Linked DNA regions of Sus scrofa: regions 1, 2, 3 and 4 are each linked to region 5. The links are chromatin contacts, called in public Hi-C and HiChIP or PLAC-seq maps. All regions are on one chromosome and are shown on one strand. Each heading gives the region's core, a stretch centred on a gene start, on an enhancer-like site or on the middle of the called end of the contact. The rest is flanking DNA. Distances are from core to core; before and after follow the strand shown.

Region 1 (2,700 bases), core at 163-2,662, 330 kb after region 5:
ATGGTTCCTTGCCCTTCCCTCTGGAATGAAGATTGCTTACAGGGAAGGGGTGGTGGGGGGTGTTCCAATTACAAAAAAGAACACTAAATGCAATATAACTCTAACTAAAAAGTAACCGTTAGTAAAAGAAAGCAATTAAGCAAGGACTAGATCCTTTGTGAAAAGCTAGTTAAGAGTAAGTGTGTGGGCCAAGGCAGGGCATGACATCATGAAGACTATTTTAACTAGTTTTTATCTATAATAATATTTCCTAATCATTGACTCTTTTTTTTCTCTTTTGTCATTTTAGGGCCATACCCACAGCATGTGGAGGTTCCCAGGCTAGGGATCGAATAGGTGCTGTAGGCCTACACCACAGCCACAACAACGTGCGATCCGAGCCATGTCTGCGACCACAGCTCACAGCAACGCCAGATTTTTAACCCACTGAACGGGGTCAGGGGTTGAACCCATGTCCTCATGGATACTAGCTGGGTTCTTTAACCACTGAGCCATGATGGGAACTCCCTTAATCATTAACTCTTGTGTTAGCCTTTTAAGACCAAGGCTAAAGGAAAAGTCTTTTCCTTCAAAACACAAGGACTTAAGATTTTTTTTTTTTTTTTTTCTTTTTGCCATTTCTTGGGCCACTCCCATGGCATATGGAGGTTCCCAGGCTAGGGGTCGAATCGGAGCTGTAGCTGCTGGCCTACACCACAGCCACAGCAATGCAGGATCCAAGCTGCGTCTGCGACACACATCACAGCTCAAGGCAACGCCAGATCCTTAACCCACGGAGCAAGGCCAGGGATCAAACCCGCAACCTCATGGTTCCTAGTTGGATTCGTTAACCACTGAGCCACAACGGGAACTCCAAGGACTCAAGATCTTATACAGGGTTTCAAAACCAGGACCCTACCCCAAGGCTGCACCATTTTTTCCTTGACTAATCCTCCCCAGTTTCTTCATTCCCTCCCTTAAGATCTTTAATGACTGAGACCTGTTCAAGGGCCAGCATTGCAGCCAGGCTTAGATCACAAATTGGCTTAAGCCAAAATGGATTCTTAGGAGTTCCCATTGTGGCTCAGTGGTAATAATCCCAACTACTATCCATGAGAATTCGGGTTCCATCAATCCCTGGCCTCGCTCAGTGGGTTAAGGATCCAGCGTTGCCGTGAGCTGTGGTGCATTTGCTTTTCCTTCTGCCTGGACCACCTTTCTTCCAGGTGACTTAACACCTGGAATACCTATTCTCTCTTTCTTGAATTCAGATTTCTATTAAAATAACCGCTTCTGGGAGAAGATTTATCTGATCAGGCTATTTTGCACCTTCCACTCTCAATCTCTTTATTTCTTTATATTGTCTTTTTTTTTCTTCATAGCATTTATCACGCTTGGACTCTATCTCTTTATTGGATGTCTCCCCACCCGGCTACACACACTGGAAGGTAAGCTCCCTGAGGGCAAGGGCTTTGTTTTTTCACCGCTGCCTTGTACTTAGCATGGCAAATAGCGGGTATTCAATAAATATCCGCTGAATGAATAAATAAATAAGCCACCTTCATCTCAAATACACAGAGTTACTACCAAGAACATGCAAAAATACAATACTTGAAGACCTCTGAATACGACTCCTTTGGGCTCCAGGAATGTGGTTGTGCACACTTAGCGCTTCTGCTACACGTCCCCCTCTTAGAAGACATACGGTAGCACTTCCTCCTTCGCTCAAAATCTCGCACTAATCTCGGAAAAGGAGGGGGCAGAGGGTTACGTCACCATCCTGCGACAGCCTGCCCCGAGACGCGCCAGCAGCTGGCTCAGCCTTTCGCTCCCCGGCCTCCCCCTCCCTGGTTCCGCGCTCTGGTTCCGCCATGGAATCTAACAAGGATGAAGCCGAGCGCTGTATTAGCATCGCCCTCAAGGCCATCCAGAGCAACCAGCATGACAGGGCGCTCCGCTTCCTGGAGAAGGCGCAGCGGCTGTACCCGACCCCGCGAGTTCGCGGTGAGTGTGAGGTGCCGGAGACACAGAGGGGACATTAGAACTGATGGGGGGAATATGGGAACGGACCGACGGGATCAGTTGGAGGAGGGGGAGGGGTGGCGAGGCGCGGCTACGCCTGCGTACTGAGACGCGCGGTGGCCGCTGGGAGGTGTAGTGTTCGGCTCTCCCACTTCTCTGGGATGCTGGACACCTAATGAGAGGGGCCACAGCGACGTCAGCTTTCCTGGGGCTTGCGGACCCCTCTGAGATTTGGAGTTCCCAAGAATGAGAGGCGCTGGCAGGTGGGACGAAAGGAACTTACCTGGAAGCGAAATTGAACTACTTTTCCCAAGGGGCCATTCGGTGGCTGGGAGCCAGTTGCCGGTTTGGGAAATATTATAGTTTAGGAAAATAAACAACTCCTCTGACGGAGAGAATAGGTTCTAGAGAGGGAAAGAGGACTTCCGACCTTCGATCGGCCTGAAAAAGCGTCTCCATATTTTCTCACCCGGGGAGGGCCAGGGATCACCCTCCCCAAACGAGAGCCTACCTTCTTCCCATTCCACACAGTCTGCCCTGTGACTGTGGCTGAAAATGCGGCCTCTGTACACCTGCACCAGTTAAGTCTTGGAGACAGGAGACAGAGTTTTGAGGAAGAGAAAGAACAGCTTTATTGCTTTGCCAGGCAAAGGAGGACACAGCAGCCTAATGCCTCAGAACTATCTCCTGACCTGAGAG
Region 2 (2,700 bases), core at 140-2,639, 400 kb before region 5:
ATTTTTTAATGAAAAATAACCATTTTTCAGAGCAAAAAGAATTTGGTGAGAAGAATGACATTTTACATTTCTGCAAATTTCTTTAGTATCTAGCCTAATAGAAGATTCTCATTCTTCTGCATGCAATCTGTTGCACTATCACAGGACATGTAGTCTCTGGAAAATTCCATTGTTTTTCGATTCAGTATGAAATAATTTTGCCCTGTGAACCTGGAGACCGCACTTTAAGAACTGCTGATTAGTGGGTCACTATATCACTATATTATGTTCCCTAGGGTTCTGAAAAGTACCCCCTCTTTGACTATTGCTGTATCTGTAATAATCAACCCCAACTCCTAGATAAGAGTTAAATGTTAACTATTGCTATGCTTTTTAGCATTCATGGAAAACTTTAGAAAAAACAATTTTTAATGATTACCAAGTCTGAGACAAGTCTTCTCTTTCACGGACACTTTCGCTTTCTTCCCTTTCTCCTTCATTGTCTGCTGCCTGATACTAAAGCTTTCTTTTAGGACGATAATGACTAAGACAAAGGTTGGACTATGACCAAACACAACACTGGATTCCTCACATGCTATAACACAATCTAATATTTACCAAACCCTTTCTGTGTGCTAGGCATGTGCTAAATGCTTTACGCACATTATTTAATTCTCATAACAATCCTAAGAGTTACCTAACGTCATTCGCATTTTGCAAAAGAGGAAGCTGAGATACAGAGAAGTTAATGCCCAGAGTTTTACGAGACTGAGCTGGGAAGTGAACCCAGAAAATTTCCAGAGCGTGCAGTGCACTATCTAGTGATAAAGTATAAAGATAAGCGATAGAGCGAGGTACATATGAGTGTAGGTGAAGGAAGGAGGTTCGTAAAGTAAAAAGCCTCAGGACCAAGACAGCTGAGATACCAAGACATGAGGTACGGTGTTATTTTCCACCCGATTCTTCTTTTCTGCCTTATTTTCTACTCCCATGTTCTTATTCTTATATTTAATATAGTTCCCTGCTGGGAGTTCCGACGTCCCAGCCTGAGGCTGATGGCGTAACCCAGGCGCTAAACAACCTGTTGAAAGGAGTGGGGCAAATCCGGAGTAACCACGGTAACAAGGGCGTGGCGAGGACCCTGCGCAGGCGCGCTACACCACACGCCCGCCCGCCGGCCCCTCCCCTCGGCTCCGGACTTCACCAGCTGGTGGGGAGTCTGGGGCGTGGGACGTGGGCAAAGGGTGGGGGCGAGGGCCTGGGCTGGGCGCCTGCGCAAACGCCTGGGCGCTGGTGTGATCGAGCTCACGTAGCGAGGGTTGCAGTTGCCTCCTCCCTAGCGCTGCCGTCGCGGCCTAGAGGTTATAAAAGGGCTAACTGGCTCCCTCTGCTGCCCAGTCAAGCCACCAGCGGGCTTAGAGAAGGGAGCCGGCTTGACTGAAGGCGGTCGAGGACTGGAGAACGCGCAGCCCTCCCCTGCCACTTCTCAGGTGAGACGCTTCTCCGACCTTGGAGAATGAGGATGAAGTCCTTGGGTAGTCGTTGGCTACTGAGGCTGAAGTTCTTGGGCAGCCGCGGCCCTTCTCGGATGGCTCTGGGGGGTCTGGTCCCTGCCCTCTCTGGTGGGATGGCTCGGGGGCAGGGGTTCCCTGGTTTACTACCGCAGTACCTTCTCCTCTGTACCTTCCCCAGGTCCAGCGCCCCGCGCCTCCTGGTTGTCCCAGAGGCCCTTCCGCCCTCCTCGGTGCTCCCCTTCCCACCTCCTCCCAGATTGGCGTCCCCGACTGTTGGGGCTGCGGCAGCCTCTGTCTCCGCCCCGGGAACCAGTACTTTCTTGAATATTCCTTCCCGAGGAGGGGTAACCCTGTTGATTTTCCCGAGCTCCACTCTTACCTGGTCCTCGCTTGCAAAGCTGACGGGTACGCGACGGTTTTCGGCCTCCAAATCAGCAGATGGTTAGCATGTGGCAGTGGAGAACTGATTTTAAAGCTTAGAGCTCACGCCGAAGCACTCGGGCGTTTTTACCCCGCGGAAGAGTTGTCGGGTCTAGGAAGCGGACATACCCGGGGAAGTTCAGGCTCATCTGTTGCGCGCAGCGGTGCAGCCCGAGCAGTTAGACGTAGCCCCGGGCGGCGAGTTTCGGGCGGCTGGGTAGGGAAGTCGGCTGTCAGATTCTCAGTCAACCGGGAAGCTAGTCTTCTTCCTTCCTTCTGCCACATAAAAATTTTAAAGGTACATGAGCTTCTCTCCCTCCCCACCCCCCTCTGCTCTTTCACAGCAGAATCTGATGCTTTTAAAAGTCCATCAGGAAATCGAATTCTGTGTTTGTGCGAGAACTTTGAGTTAAGCGAATGGCCCCCAGATGTATGTTTTAAGGGGGAGGAAGAGTGGTATCATAAGTATGAGACTATTTCTCCTCAGTCATCGAATGTATTAAATACAGTTCAGTTTTTAGACACTAACGTCTTTGGCGTTCCGACAGAGTGGAGAAGATTCTTGGAATTTTGCACTGTTTGCTTTAAGGGACGAAGAACCTAGATTTCCTTTTAGGAATTGATCTAAAAGGCCAACGAGGCTTGCCAGTTTCAACTTAACTGTTTCTTGTTTCTCTAAGAGCTGTGGCTCTTGGACTTTCCCTTGGAATGCACTCTGAAGGGATGAAATAGTCACTTCTGAGTGGGGGAAGGGAAAGACGTGGCAGCAGTGTTCTTTCATCAACTT
Region 3 (2,700 bases), core at 139-2,638, 310 kb after region 5:
ATGACTTTGTGATTCAGAGACGTGGAAGCAAATCTGAGTGAGCCAACTCTCAGGACCAGCTGTCAAGCTCTTGGCTTGTAATCTGCTGTCATCCTACTTGTCCCAAGTGTCCCCAGCTGGACAGCTCACCAGCTGGTTTAGTTTATTTCCTCCACTGCTTTGATTCACACCCTGGGGGCCTATCTGAAGATCTTGAACTGTGAAAGGGCACCCCAGCTAGGCTCTTTGTTGGCTGGTAACACCCCAGTGGTTTGAGTTACAATAACTGAGCAGCCCTGGTTTTTCCTCCTATAGTACAGATGGTGTCAGAGCCCCCCTGTGTGTGAGATGGAACATAATCTGTAACTGTTCTGTCAAGAGATGGCATTTGTAATGAGGCATTCCTGCCAGTGGCTTCCAGAAGTCCCCACTCTGCAATTACTTAATACCACTTTAATGAGCTTTTCACTAAAAAATTCCAAGAGCTCTCCCTGATACTCTTGGATACTATTTAGTTAATGGTTTAGTTAGAGGGAAGGGTCTATCTTCATGGGGAAAAGGATGGGCACTTGCAATATCCAGAGGTGTTGGCAATAAGCTCTGTGCCCTGAGAGAATGGCACTGGGAAAGAGAAAAAGAGGGGTAGTTATCAGTTGTAATAAAAGTGTGAGATTGCTGTGAAATGCAGAAAAAAGAATAGTTACCATAAAGCATCTGTGTTTATCTAACACAAAACAGGTTTTGAGCCACTTCTCAGGACATTGTTCTGTGGCCCCGAGGGTAATTCATTAGATGATCACAGTTTGAGTGCATCCGGTATCTTCTGATGTGATTCCCTTTTCACTGAGCAATCTTCTGAGATGAACTGAGTTTCCTTAGTAGATTTTCCTACTGAGAAGTATAATGACCAGCTGTCATCATGTTAGTTCTCGTAGCAGTTACTATTTTCCTTGTAAATTGGCCTTCTGGTTTCTCTTCCTTCCCCGGGCAGTTTGGTTATTAGCAGGAATCAGTTCTTCATGAGCCAGCTGAATCAAGTATCTAGCGCTGCGAGGCTTTTTCTAAAACCTAGAACTTCCTCAGTCTTTGTAGAGGCCCCATCTCCCCTGTCAGCACTTAACCACATCTTGTGCACATCCACACAATAATATATTCTGCTTAAGTCTTTTGGTTCCAAAGGATCTTGATTCCCCTTTCACGGTAACTCACATCCCAGGAGGAAGGTTGATATGAACAGTAACCTGAAGCTACAGGATGGGGAATCCAGCTCTTCCTACCTTTCTGAGCAGCCGAGTTTCCCTCCAGCCAAGGCTGTGAACACTAAGACACAGCCCAGCTTGTGACCTCTTTATCTTTCCTCTACCCTTCACTGCAAAAGACCTCAGCTGTTTCTGCATACCTCCACCCCATTCCTCACCCTCAGATTCTAGAAGAATCGCATAAACAATTCTTTGCTCTACTAAGCCACCTCAGCAGTTATCTTGCGTCATCTCCTCATTTGTAGATGAGAAAATTAAATCTAAAGAGAGCAGGCACCTCCTCCATCAGGGTCACACAGCAAGTTGGTGGAGGCAGAACTAGAGCTCAAGTCTTGTGACAGTGAGCACAGTTTGCCTGCTGTGTCACCATGCTCTGCATTGCTCTGGCATTTGTATCAGCTGACCTTGGGGACATGGTGGTGAATACATGGAGGCAATAGAGAAAGTGAAAGATCAAATGCAGAAAAAAATAACAAGGAAGAACTGAAATTATAGGAATGAAATAAGCAAAGAAGGCACACTGACTTTAAGTTCACGTTGCTTCTGGAAGACTCTGACCTGAGGTTTATAGAGAACACTTTGTTGCTAGTTGATTCATAAATAGAAATTCGGAGTTCCCTTCATGGCTCAGTGGTTAACGGATCCAACTAGGAACCATGAGGTTTCGGGTTTGATCCCTGGCCTTGCTCAGTGGGTCAAGGATCCCGAGTTGCTGTGGCTGTGGCCTAGGCTGGCAGCTGCAGCTCCAATTGGACCCCTAGCCTGGGAACCTCCATATGCCGAAGGTGTGGCCCTAGAACAGACCAAAAAAAAAAAAAAATAGAAATTCATCCTTTTCTTTCCTCTGTGGTTTACCTGACTTAAGAGTGTGTCTGGGAGTTCCCATTGTGGTGTAGCGGAAAGGAATCCGACTAGTATTCATGAGGATGAAGGTTCGATCCCTGGCCCTGCTCAGTGGATCAGGGATCTGGTGTTGCCATGAGCCGTTAGTGTAGGTCGCAGATGGGCCTCTGATTCCACGTTGCTCTAGCTGTGGTATAGACTGGCAGCTGTAGCTCTGATTTGACCTCTAGCCTGGGAATTTCCATATGCCTCAAGTGTGGCCCTAAAAAGCAAAAAAAAAAAAGAGAGAGAGAGTGTGTGCCTCTAAGCCGTAACATAATGTATAGATGTAGTTGGGTCAGGCTTGAGGATAAATGGCAGAGAAGGCAGAGGAAATTGCCTCGTCCTTCCTGGTTTGTTTTTTTGTGAAAACCTAATTCTCACATAATTGCTAGTGTTTAACAGTAAATGTCAGAGAAAGAGAAAATGGCAGGAGAAGAGATTTTCTGCTCAGGTTTAGGAGAAAAAAAAAAAAAAAGGCTGTATACTGATCTAGTGGGATGGGGGCCACTGCTTCTCCCAACGGGCGGAGTTGGAAAAGACAAAATAGCGATGAAAAACCTGTTGGGAGGAGTGGCAG
Region 4 (2,700 bases), core at 144-2,643, 470 kb before region 5:
TTTAGACATGCTTTTAGATAAAGTCTTATTCCTATGTTATAGAAATGAAGGCTCAAAAAATTAGTAATTTGCCTAAAATTCAGAAGGCTAGAAAAGAGTCTAACCAGAAACCCAGGTGTGACTGAAAATACCATAGCTGTTATTACCATATATAATTAATATTTAATTAATAAATGTATGGTTGCTAAAATTACATACCTTAGTGGAGAAAAACAACAACTGGGATTTGGGGTTAAAAAGCCCAAGCTCAAAAACCTATTGGTTATATAATCTTAAGATGTGTACCTTTCTGATACTTCCTCTGCTGAAAATTGAAGATGGTCATATCCATCTTAAAGATTAAGATGTGAAAGTTTCTGAAAGTGTAAAGCATTAATAAATGTATGACATTATCATTACTTCCTAAATTACAACACTTCACTAAGTTGTTCAAGCTGGAAATATCTGTTCTCTAAAGTCTCAAAAGCAAACCTGATCCTGAGGATTCTGACTCTTCAACGCAGAGGTGGGGAGACAGTATGTAATGGTTATGACCACAAACTTCAGAATCAGACTGATAACGGGTCTATACTTCAGCTCCATCACCACCTAGCTGTGTGATCTTTGGCACGATACAACCTTCAGATCTGGGATCTTTATCTTGTAGGAAGTACAAAATAAGAGTTCCTATCTGGTATCCTTATTGATAGGATTAAGTAAGCTAATGCATGTAAGCGCTTCGCAGGGTGTTTGGCTTTAGACGTATTCAACTTTATTGTAGGACTCAGTTATTAATAACTTCACGAGTTGTTAGTGGCCATGGAAAGTGGGGCATGGAACACAACGGAAACTACAAATGCCTTAGGAAACCCAGTTCCTGAGCCCCGGGAGTGCAGCCCAAGAGGGTCAAGTCCTGGGATTGCACTGGTAACACGCTCTTAGCTGGAGATGGAGGTCTGGAGGGGCAACGTCCGGCAAGGCTAGGAGGAGAAAATTTCAAAGAATTTTTTCTTTCCCTCGCCCTGGGAAAGAAAAAGGAGCAAGGGACTGGTCAAGGAGGGTCCCCAGAGCGCCTGCGGCCCGCCACGGCTTCCCCCGGCCCCAGCTGGGTGGCTGAGCAGTCCACTCACAGCTCCAAGTTCTGAGGCACCGCCTTCCGTGTGTATCTGGAGATCATCCTCCTCTTCCTCCTCAGCCGCGGCCGGGGCGGCCAAGCCAGGGTGGGGGCCTCCGGGCCTGGCCCTCCCGCCAGCTCCGGCTCGGCCCCCTCCCGCCACCTTCCGGCCCCGTCACGCCCCGTCTCCTAGACTCCGGACCGCCACCACCCCAGGATCCCCACCTCTCCAGTCCTCTCCCCTCCCTGTTTCCCCGTGGGGGCGGAAGTGACGAACGCACAGGTGCAGCCGCCTAATACTCCCGCCGACACCTAGCAAAGGCGACGCTGGGAGTTCCGGAGCTGAGCCGGTTTCTGACTTAAGTTTCCGCTGGCTTCAGGTCCTAGACAAGCGTGTGGATCCAGTCAGAGCCGGGCTTTGGCTGCTGCTGGCAGCCCACGAGGTAGGAGAGAAGGCTGAGGAAAGGTGCCGCAGCAGGGACGTGAGGAAGAGGCCCAGGCTTTAGAACTGGAAGCGAAATTGGCTTCATTTTGTTGGATGAAGAAGGGACCCTTGTTTTGAGTAAAGAGCGCTAGAACCTAGTCCGGCCTCAGCTGCTTGGTTGCTTCTCCTGCCGTGCTCCCGGTTTCCTCATATGTACAGTGTGGAGTCAGTCTGAGTGATCTCAAAGTCCCTTCTAGCCTGACACTAAATTCTTCATAATAAGGTGTGCTTGGCATTCTGGGGTGGGTGAGTATTTATTATCTGTCAATCTGGACTGTAGTGAGTGTCTGGATAGAAGATGCAAGTTCCTCTCGACTTAGTTTTATTAGTTCCTTGGAAAACCAAATAAGCCTGAAAATCGAATCACAGCCTTAAAGTGGACCATCCAGTGCAATATCTTTCTTTAACAAGCCTCACCTGGCAGCAATAGTAAGCTAGTACTTTTGTCTGTAAGGGAAATCCTTAGAAAACAGTTATTTATACCCTCTGAGACCTGAAAAGGGGCGGAGGGCGGTGGTTTGGGACGGGTTGTTGTAGGATCAAGAGCCATGGGCAGATTATTTTGGGGTGAAATGATAGGATATAAATGTTTTGTAGTTTTGAATTCACCCATGATGTACAAGGGGAAAGATTTAAATTCTGCAGAGTAAGGGAGATTACTCTTAAGAGTGTTTAAACAATAAAAATTCAGGGAAGAAGTTCCCTGGTGGCTCAGGAGGTTAAATACAGCTGTGTCATGGGTTCAGTCACTGGCCTGAGAACTTATGCATGCTACAGGCATGGCAGGAAAGAAAGGAAGAACGAACGAACGAAAAGAAAGAAAGAAAGAAAGTAAAGAGAGAGAAAGAGAGGGAGAAGAGGATGAAGGGAGGAAAGTAGAGACGGATTTTAGAAATGATAAAATAACATTCTCATTCTACAATTAGGGGGAAGCCCCAGAAAGAGAAAATGAAATGCCCAGAATGACACAACTAGGACCAGTGGCAGAACTGGAATTTTTGTCAATATTTCAAGAGATGTTATTGCATTGTTTCTGACCGTGTGTTACATGCACCACTATTAGTGCAAAGGCAAACATTTTTTATTTCATTTTTACACGCTTATTAACTTGGGAATGCAGTAC
Region 5 (2,700 bases), core at 97-2,596:
AGAGCTGTGAGAACAAGACAGGTGGATGTTATCTGTTGAGGGCTGAAGGTACTAGTATCTGCTATTAGGCTGTCTGCAGTGATTCTCTTATTGCCACACTATACACCCTCGCCCTAGGAAATAAAACCTACAGTCTTTCTCTTGGAGTCGGCCAGAGACCAACAATACGGGTCTAGAAAGTCCAAAGGAAGAGAACCTGCTGACTTGTTAGGTCAAGAACTCCATGCCAAGTTGATCTCTTGCAACTGAAAAAGAAATACACACACACACACACACCCAAAGAAGATTGTTCAAATAGAAACTCCCGTGCGTTGCCAGCCAATGAAATCCAGCAATAACTGGTTAATACAACCACCAAATCCCTGCCTCTGTGAACAACTTGTCATACTCACTTTCCCCTCTGCCTGCTGCCCACCCCTCCTTCTTCAGGCACGCGTTAACAAGCTTATAAATCAGCCCTCCAAAAGGACCACGAGGACCTTTAAGGACCTGAGAGGGATGAAGCTTGCCTCCTGAGCAATGCAGCATCCATCGCAAGCGTGCTGTTCCCCAAGCCCACTAGCAGGAAGTCACAGAGGGGGATAAAGTTTGATTTTCCGTCTTGTCCATTCTCCAAGGGCTGAGAAAGAACGAGGGAGCGGCCCCGCTGGGTCCTGGGTTGCCCTCCGGGGAACGGTTCCCAGTAGCATGGCACTGCCACTCTCCTGACACATACACAAGGCAGCCGCGGCAACTCAGGGCACCCCAACCCGCCTGGAGGAGGAGAGAAGGGGGACAACTTTGCACGGGGCTCAGTTCGGGAGCAATGGGGCAAAGCTGTTAAGGAAAAAGGAGGGAGGGACCGACATCGGGGGCGGGTCAGGGAGAGGTTCAAGTCCCGTCCCTTCCCCGCCCTGGTGTCCCCGGTCCTGCGGGAACATCCCCGCCGTCGCCCCTCCTCCTCCTCCTCTAGGCTTCCTCCGCCCTCCCCTTTTTCCCGGTTGCCGCCGCAGGAGCCTGAAGGGCACAGCGGCTCCTTGGTGCCCGGCAACCTCGGGAGCGGCCGCGAGTTGAGGTAACTCGCCCGCTGCCCCGGCGGCCTGCCTGCCGGCGGCTCCCACACACCAGCGCCGCCCCGCCCTCCCCAGAGCCGCGGGGCGCGCTCGCTCACCGTCCGGTGGTGCTGCTGCTGCTGCCGGTGGCGGCTGACGCCCAGCGCGGGGAAGCAGCCGGCAGTCAGCGCTCCGCAGCCGCCGGCTCCCCCGCCGCCACCCCGGGAGGAGAGGAGCAGCAGGAGCGATCTACCTGCGGCGGCCGCCATCTCTCAACTGGAAACGGCGCCGGCCCAGGCAGCGCAGCGGACGGCCGGGGCGGAGCTAGGACCCGCCACTCACCCATGCCGGGCCAACTGGCGCCCTTGACTGAGTTGACGAGGCGGGGCTTCTTGCAAGGCCCAATCGACCGGCGGGAGAACCACACTAGAGATTGCCTGTCACTTCCAGAGTTACCTATTGTGGGATAGTCAATTACGGGCAAATACAAGGGAGCCGGTAATTGGCATCCGAGCCCCTCAGAATAGCAGCGATAGGGATGGCATGTTCGATTCGGCTAATCTTCACCAAGGATACAGTTATGAAAAGGGTAACCGAGGAAATGGATGTTTTTGCAAAGCTTTGTACTTCGTGAGTGTTTTAAGTTGGCAAAATAGGCACCAAATTAGTAATCATTAGCTAGATGTGCTGGAACTTCAAGGACACACCCAGAATTATCACTCATAACTGGTATTTGGATACGCTGAAATTAACCCCACCTCATGGGGTGATCTAATGACTGTAATATGTAGCATAGTACGGAGGAGAAGAATGATTGATACCAAAGTCCCAGGATAAGTACATATTATCAGAGTGAATTAATAGAACTGTATGCATTTCAGATACTCATTCCACTTTTACAGCACCTTTATACTGATATTCTTACACTCTCCAGAAGCAACCTTCTATTTTCTTACCACTTATTAAACTATAGAAACAACATGGTGGTAATGTAATAAAAACCACGTAAAGGTTATTTTAATAAATTTTCATAATTTAGAATAACTCTTTCTCCTGAAAAATACTTCTTTCCACAGAAACAAGCTCATAATGATAGCTTACTTAAGACTATGAAAGAAAGGAGATTTGAGGTTCTTGAATTTCCCTAGAAGAGAATGTCCTTGCTGCTTATTATTATAAACTACTTAAGGCTCACACCTGATTTTAAAATCAGACTCAGGAAAACAGTTTGGTAAGCATATAAAAGTCCTAAATTTGGGGAAACATCTTTTTAGAGCAGCCTAAGGAGAAAAAGTTGAAACAAACACAATACACACACATAATTTTATTGTGCCACTTATTCTCATAGTATTCTTTAAATTTGGACTGAAATGGTACTTTTTTGGCCAACAGTAGTTAAATAATGACGTCAAGCTTGTGGTTTGTTTAATCCTTCCACCCCACCCCAGAACAGTAAGATGATTGGCTTCTCCAGGTGAGACACTCATACCACACTCACCCAAAAGGCATTTATTGCTCAACAGTGGAACTTGAGAGCTCAGGGATGAGATAAGCCCCCCATTCAACAGCTGCACACACTAATCCCCCTAGCTGGAAATCTGTGACATTCCTGGAGCAACTTTGCTCACAATCATTTTCCACCCATCTATATTTATCCCATCTGCATTTT

What was found. Hi-C and Micro-C count contacts between places; a contact is called where the count stands out from the background. HiChIP or PLAC-seq counts read pairs in DNA pulled down with a chosen protein or histone mark.
Region 1: a Hi-C map of liver shows a contact between it and region 5, with 4 times the contacts expected there. The contact joins the promoter of DNAJB12 here to the promoter of MCU in region 5. A contact is called at or near these places in 3 of 5 promoter capture datasets (fetal liver, fetal skeletal muscle and liver), 9 of 47 Hi-C or Micro-C datasets (embryonic fibroblasts, fetal heart ventricle, fetal skeletal muscle and 4 more) and 2 of 2 datasets of contacts at active chromatin or transcription factors (alveolar macrophages and skeletal muscle).
Region 2: a contact with region 5 is called in an H3K27ac HiChIP or PLAC-seq map of alveolar macrophages. The contact joins the promoter of P4HA1 here to the promoter of MCU in region 5. A contact is called at or near these places in 1 of 5 promoter capture datasets (fetal liver), 1 of 47 Hi-C or Micro-C datasets (heart right ventricle) and 2 of 2 datasets of contacts at active chromatin or transcription factors (alveolar macrophages and skeletal muscle).
Region 3: a contact with region 5 is called in an H3K27ac HiChIP or PLAC-seq map of alveolar macrophages. The contact joins the enhancer-like site here to the promoter of MCU in region 5. A contact is called at or near these places in 7 of 47 Hi-C or Micro-C datasets (embryonic fibroblasts, fetal skeletal muscle, liver and 2 more) and 2 of 2 datasets of contacts at active chromatin or transcription factors (alveolar macrophages and skeletal muscle).
Region 4: a contact with region 5 is called in an H3K27ac HiChIP or PLAC-seq map of alveolar macrophages. The contact joins the promoter of ECD here to the promoter of MCU in region 5. A contact is called at or near these places in 1 of 47 Hi-C or Micro-C datasets (heart right ventricle) and 1 of 2 datasets of contacts at active chromatin or transcription factors (alveolar macrophages).

The regions. Positions count from the first base shown.
Region 1 is chr14:75,188,821-75,191,520 of Sscrofa11.1, reverse strand. DNAJB12 (dnaJ homolog subfamily B member 12) reads left to right here and starts at 1,412. Exons shown (of 9, transcript XM_013983329.1): 1 at 1,412-1,427; 2 at 1,558-1,983. The coding sequence starts at 1,851.
Region 2 is chr14:75,917,591-75,920,290 of Sscrofa11.1, reverse strand. It overlaps P4HA1 (prolyl 4-hydroxylase subunit alpha 1), which reads left to right and starts at 1,389. Exons shown (of 15, transcript NM_001097435.1): 1 at 1,389-1,469. NUDT13 (nucleoside diphosphate-linked moiety X motif 13) reads right to left here and starts at 2,235. Exons shown (of 12, transcript XM_021074324.1): 1 at 1,873-2,235.
Region 3 is chr14:75,211,594-75,214,293 of Sscrofa11.1, reverse strand. The region is part of intron 10 of MICU1 (mitochondrial calcium uptake 1); the gene reads left to right. Among named protein-coding and RNA genes, the nearest start is that of DNAJB12, 23 kb to the right of the region's middle. Within about 2 kb of position 1,388, at least 9 of the 83 cell types and tissues checked have an H3K27ac peak or open chromatin away from gene starts, as enhancers often do. A contact at or near this core is called in alveolar macrophages, where this site is marked.
Region 4 is chr14:75,991,315-75,994,014 of Sscrofa11.1, reverse strand. ECD (protein ecdysoneless homolog) reads left to right here and starts at 1,393. Exons shown (of 13, transcript XM_005671096.3): 1 at 1,393-1,536. FAM149B1 (protein FAM149B1) reads right to left here and starts at 1,358. Exons shown (of 13, transcript XM_013983338.2): 1 at 1,110-1,358. The coding sequence starts at 1,156.
Region 5 is chr14:75,517,179-75,519,878 of Sscrofa11.1, reverse strand. MCU (calcium uniporter protein, mitochondrial) reads right to left here and starts at 1,346. Exons shown (of 8, transcript XM_001925826.6): 1 at 1,151-1,346. The coding sequence starts at 1,300.